Regions from separate parts of the Oryza sativa genome. Here region 2 is linked to region 1. A link is a contact called in public HiCAR-type data. All regions are on one chromosome and are shown on one strand. Each heading gives the region's core, a stretch centred on a gene start, on an enhancer-like site or on the middle of the called end of the contact. The rest is flanking DNA. Distances are from core to core; before and after follow the strand shown.

Region 1 (2,769 bases), core at 86-2,585:
TTCGGAAGTAGAGCAGCAGCGGGATGCGCGAGCGGCGCGCCGCAGGACTACAACATTGTCACCAACCACAAGCCGCCGCCGCCGAGAAGCGTCGCCACGCTCTGCCCGCCGAGGACAACCACGATGTTGGCAAGGACCACCGCCCACCACCGCAGCCTCTTGCTGGACACAGGCGGCGGCGCCGCCGCAGTTGCATCTGCTCGAGACGTGCCCATGTCACACTCTGCTACCACGTCTTCTTGGCCTCGGACACCTGCACATACGAATCATCCGTCTCATCTATATAAAAGCTGGACTAGTTTCGATCGATCTCACATCACATCTCATTCTAAACCATAATCGATTTGGCAGTTCATGACCGAGAGAGAGACCTGTAATCTGCAGCTGAATTTCAGCAGCATCGCTCATTGTGAGGTTCAGAAAAAGGATAAACAACAAGATGTGCCTAGTGCTCGTCGTCCATAGGTCCAGCAGCAGTGGAAGGCTGGAACTTGCCAACTTGGAGTCGTCATCAATCAGTGAAACGATAAAAGGGTTGATAGCGCATGCACAAGGGGCTAATTTTGCCGTCAAACGTTTGAAAACTACTCCGGCGAGTCAATGTTTATGTCCTGCCCCGGCCGAGCTCTGCCGCCGCCACCGCTTGCTGAGCTCGCGTTGGAGGAGCGCGGCCTCATCAGAGACATGGCTGCTGCCACGACGATTACGGCCGCGAGGCAGCTGCTGCCTGCTGCCGCCGCCTCCGCCTCCGCCATTGGCGTCGGCGCCCATGTAGCTGCTCCCCCGCCGCCTACGCCCGCCTGCGCGCCACTCTGCCGCCCGCCCGCGAGCGGCTTCGTCCCCCACCGCCTGCGCCCGCCGGCTACCGCCGGTGCAACTGCTCCCCCACCGGTGCCCGTGAAGAAGACAGGAGAGAGGAAGAGAGGTGGAGAGGGGATGGGGAAAAAAGATGCTAACACATGGGGCCCATGTGGGTCCCACGCTGAGTCAGCTCACATCGAATAAAACCGGAGTCACAAAACATCGAGGGACCTAGTTTACACTGGTACTGTAAGTTGGGGGACACCAGATATCTGGTTTTATGGTTGGGGGATGATTTTCTAACTCGATGATAAGTTGAGGGACCTTCGGTGCACTTTTTCCTAAACTCGAGTCAGGGCCCAACTCCTAAACTGACCTGCTAATATTTGCAATGGCTTTGGTAAAAATAATATTTATTTATTTATATATTTTAAATATTTAAAAATAAATTCTAGAATCAATATATTATAAAAACATACTGCTCCCGCCCTCCTGGAGGGCGGGACAAACAAATCGTCATGGGGGAGGGTGAGGCATATGATGTGACAGCGGGGAGAGGGATGCGCCGTGGTAATTTTGTAGACAGTCCCTTCCCGCTCTCCACTAGGATGATTTATCGCCGGGAAGAGGGCTGCCAGCAAAATCCCACACACGTCCCTCCCGGCGATTAACCATACTAGTGCAGGGCGAGAAGGGGCCACCTTCAAAATTACCGCAACTAGTCAGGAAGAGTGGGGTATAAATCACACTAGCGTTGTGGTAATTTTGAAGGTGGCCTCTTCCCTGCTGCAACGTCATATACCCTGCTCTTCCATAGGGCGATTTATTTGCCTCGCCCTACAATAAGGTGGGAGGAGTATATTTTTATAAAATATTGAATCTGATTTTTTTTAATCTCTCTAAAAAAATCTCTTTGCAAAACAATGGGCTCTCAATTAATCCCAGATTTTCCCCTATAAAAAAAAATTAAACCCAGACTTTGTCAAGAAGCCCACAGTAAGGTTAGGGCATGCAGTGGGCCTAGTACCGCGGTTGGTGCGGGCGATGAGATTAACTACTGGCCCATCCAAAGGTTGGAGCTGCCTCAATCTGCCATAAGCCCACGCACCTGAATTACAGATCAAGATGATTTATGCATCGTGTCAAGAAAAGAAAAAACAGAAGATTTATGCATGATCCATTCCAACTTTGTGTAACACCTCAGAAACAAGATTGTGTAGATGGTAACGGATACTTACGAAAAAATTATAAAACGACACGGTCTGATATAAGGTTGTCTCCGATTCTTGCGTTGCGGCTGAAACAAAATCTTTATCTTTATCTTTATCTTTACTATTATAAAAATTAAAAATGTTTTTATCAACTTTTTGGTACGTCATCTGATTCCGGTCCTCCATAGCTGTGTCCCATATCCGTGCAAATCTGCCATGTACGCGATCTAATCGAATCAAAACAAAACCCTCATATCGAGTTTGATTACGTCGCCAATTCTAATTCATGCTCTCCTTATTGTTCGTTTCCTTTGTCATGTCATCTGTGTGTCCGTCTCCATCGTCGCCTACGTGGCTACGTGGGAATCCCGTTCGGATTTTCGGGACCGCTCACATGTGACAGGGAGTCCTCTAGGACACGGCATCCAGACGCACACAAGCCTCCAACTGCATACCTTCAAGAGATCCGCCGGCATGACGTACGGTTTGTATGAGTGGCTGCACACAATCCACTCATACGTTCGAACTTCGCATGCATGCGGCTTTGCACTCGCGTGGCCCTGTTCTCGTCGCACACGGTGGTATACTGGCCAATGTATATGCTAGGGCGCTTGTGGCCTGTGTTGGTATTTCTTAGCGATATTACTAGGAATAAAATTTACAGCAATGACGTAGAAATACTCCTGATATATTATAGTTACAGAGTTCATCCGCAAGCACACTAATATACCTTTGTAACATTTTACCCGAGAGTATT
Region 2 (2,769 bases), core at 199-2,698, 49 kb before region 1:
TGCAGAGGTTTCTGTCGCTGATGTCGGTCTTTGTCAGCTCAATCGTATGGGCGTAGGGGTAGGCATCGCCAGCACAGGCGATCTCTGAACCAGGGGTACAGTACGAACCAGGCTCGGAGAAGTCAAATCTGAAGTTGAGTGAGGTAGCATGGTGAACATGGATGAGCAACAGCAAGTTGTAGAGGTGAAGCTGTGTGAATAGAAGGCGATGAGAGCTCATTGCTGCCACTGCTGATGCTTGGGAGAACTGCTAGCCATAATTTTGCAAGACAGCGGGGTAGCTGTCTGACTGGCCGGCCGGCTAACCAGGTTGAAGCCTTCCAAATGGCGGACTATTAGCATTTCATAATTGGCCCAAACCCATTCATTAATAGTAGGCTATGCAATATGTCTTATCACATAGTCCAACGCTTGCAACAATGTTGCATTGTGGAGTCATAACCGGCTTCAAGTGACATGCAATTGGTCTTATCACATAATCTGACAGAGCTATGCAGCTGTGGAGGAAACCAGTTAGGCCAAAGAAGACAAGCAAATGGAGCCAAAAGGTGGTACCTGTGGAGAGATGGGAGATGCAAAGAATTCATCCTTTGGGTCATCTTGTTGCTTTATTGCTTATTATAATGAACCAGAAACCAAATCTGTGCAACCTGATGGTAAAATCTGAATGAATCAAAGAATTCCTGGGCGCCCTCCAACAATATAGAACAGAAATGATCTCCACCCGGTATGTTCAGTGATATTGCAACATGTCTCTCCGTGTAAATTTCCCTGTTTAGCATAAGCATCCAACAGAAATCAGCACAAGACGAATCATGTAACGGCAAGACATCTAACAGAGGAAGAAGAGAGATACCGAGCGCCTGTCTGACCCTGCGCCGCCGGGACATGCGCACCAGAGCTGCAGAGCACTCCCGACGAACGTGCTGTAGCAAAAGCCCGAGCTGCACGGCGTGGGCGTGCACATGCCGGGGGAAGCAGGCGCAGTCTGGTCAACGACGCGTAACGGCGAGACGTTGTCCGGGTCAGGCAATTCGTCGAACATCCTGCGCGCGATGTGGGGCGAGCCGTGACAGCCGAGCAGGTGGTGTGGATCCTCAGGCGGGCGCGGCGGGGAAAGCTAGCTTGGAGCCATCACGCCACGCGCAGCAGGTGGTAGCGGAGATGTACGCCGGCGGGTGGATTGAGATTTTGAGGGTGCCTCTCCAATCACCTGCGGTTGCCCTACCTTACCACAGAATGGATTGAGAGTGATTAGGGGATGTCGCGCCGTCGCGTTGGCCGGCAGAGAAACTACGTTGCCGGCAACAGATCAAGGCTTTCATCATGTCCGGTGATGGAAAGCAGCTCGAGCTCCGGTTGACACAGAGCTCCGTCCACCGGCGGCCGGCGGGGAGCACGGGTCTTCTTGTCAGAGACTTCGGTGGTGTTATTTAAGATTGAAGATCAAGTCTATTACGTAAAATGCGATGGTATTAAGTATAATTAATTGAGTTTTAATTATTATAAATTTGAAAAATAGATTAATTTGATATTTTAGAGCAATTTTTATATAGAAAGTTTCATACAAAACCTATCATTTAGCAGTTTGACAAGCGACTATCTAAAATTTTATCCAATTCTAAGGGTCCACGTTACTATTAGCCAGCTGTAAACATATTTTAGTGAGATAAAATATGAGAGATAAGAGCATTAGACTACAGATCTGTAGCTAGCTGCAACGCGGACTCCAAGACGCAATGTATGTATGGGACCATATATTAATAGTATAATAAGCAACTATTATATGATCTAGCATGGTAGCCCGCGCAGATTGCGCAGCTAGCATCATTATATTTTCTCTCATGTAATAACATATATGTTTTCTCAATGTATTATTCAAATATATTAAAATGACAATATAATTTTAAATTTTATACTAACTTTACGAAACTACTAATGTGTAATATTTATATTGTATTATATATACGTGTTAGTTATTAATTATTTTTAATATCAAATTTTAGTTATTTGTAAATTATATACCTATATGGATTCTAGACTCGTCTTTCAATATTTCTTTTTTTTTAATTCTGAATTTTCGTTATCTGTAAATTGTATTTCTATATGGACTTTAGGCTCTTCTTCCATTTGTAAATTGTATTTTTATATGGATTCTAAACTCTACTTTAATTTTATTATGTTTATTCCAAATTTTAGATTAATTTTAAATTCCTATATGGACTCTATACTCTACTTCTAATATTTCTTATTTTTTAATTCTGGATTTCTATTTTTTTCTTAATTGTATTTCTATATGGACTCTATACTATACTTCTAATATTCCTTATTTTTAATTCTAAATTTCTATTATTTCCTAATTGTATTTCTATATGGACTCTATACTCTACTTCTAATATTCCTTATTTTTAATTCCGAATTTTAATTATTTCCTAATTGTATTTCTATATAGACTATATTCTACCTCTAATATTCCTTATTTTCTAATATTTCTTTTTTTTAATTCCGAATTTCAGTTATTTCCTAATTGTATTTCTATATGGACTCTATACTCTACTTCTAATATTCCTTATTTTTGAATTCCTAATTTCAGTTATTTTCTAATTGTATTTCTATATGGACTCTATACTCTACTTCTAATATTCCTTATTTTTAATTTCGAATTTCAATTATTTCCTAATTGTATTTCTATATGGACTCTAATCTCCTCTTCTAATATTTCTTATTTTTTATTTCCGAATTTCAACTATTTCTAAATTGTATTTCTAT

The links. HiCAR-type assays count read pairs that join an accessible place to other places.
Region 2: a contact with region 1 is called in a HiCAR-type map of leaf, with 4 times the contacts expected there. The contact joins the promoter of LOC4346770 here to the enhancer-like site in region 1. A contact is called at or near these places in 7 of 15 Hi-C or Micro-C datasets (leaf, leaf mesophyll and seedling) and 2 of 4 datasets of contacts at active chromatin or transcription factors (both in leaf).

Annotation. Positions count from the first base shown.
Region 1 is chr9:14,436,122-14,438,890 of ASM3414082v1, reverse strand. No RefSeq gene overlaps it. Among protein-coding and RNA genes, the nearest start is that of LOC112936492, 6.8 kb to the right of the region's middle. Within about 2 kb of position 1,335, at least 14 of the 15 cell types and tissues checked have open chromatin away from gene starts, as enhancers often do. A contact at or near this core is called in leaf and seedling, where this site is marked.
Region 2 is chr9:14,485,018-14,487,786 of ASM3414082v1, reverse strand. It overlaps LOC4346770 (L-type lectin-domain containing receptor kinase IX.1), which reads right to left and starts at 1,448. Exons shown (of 3, transcript XM_015755300.3): 1 at 857-1,448; 2 at 1-771. The coding sequence starts at 220.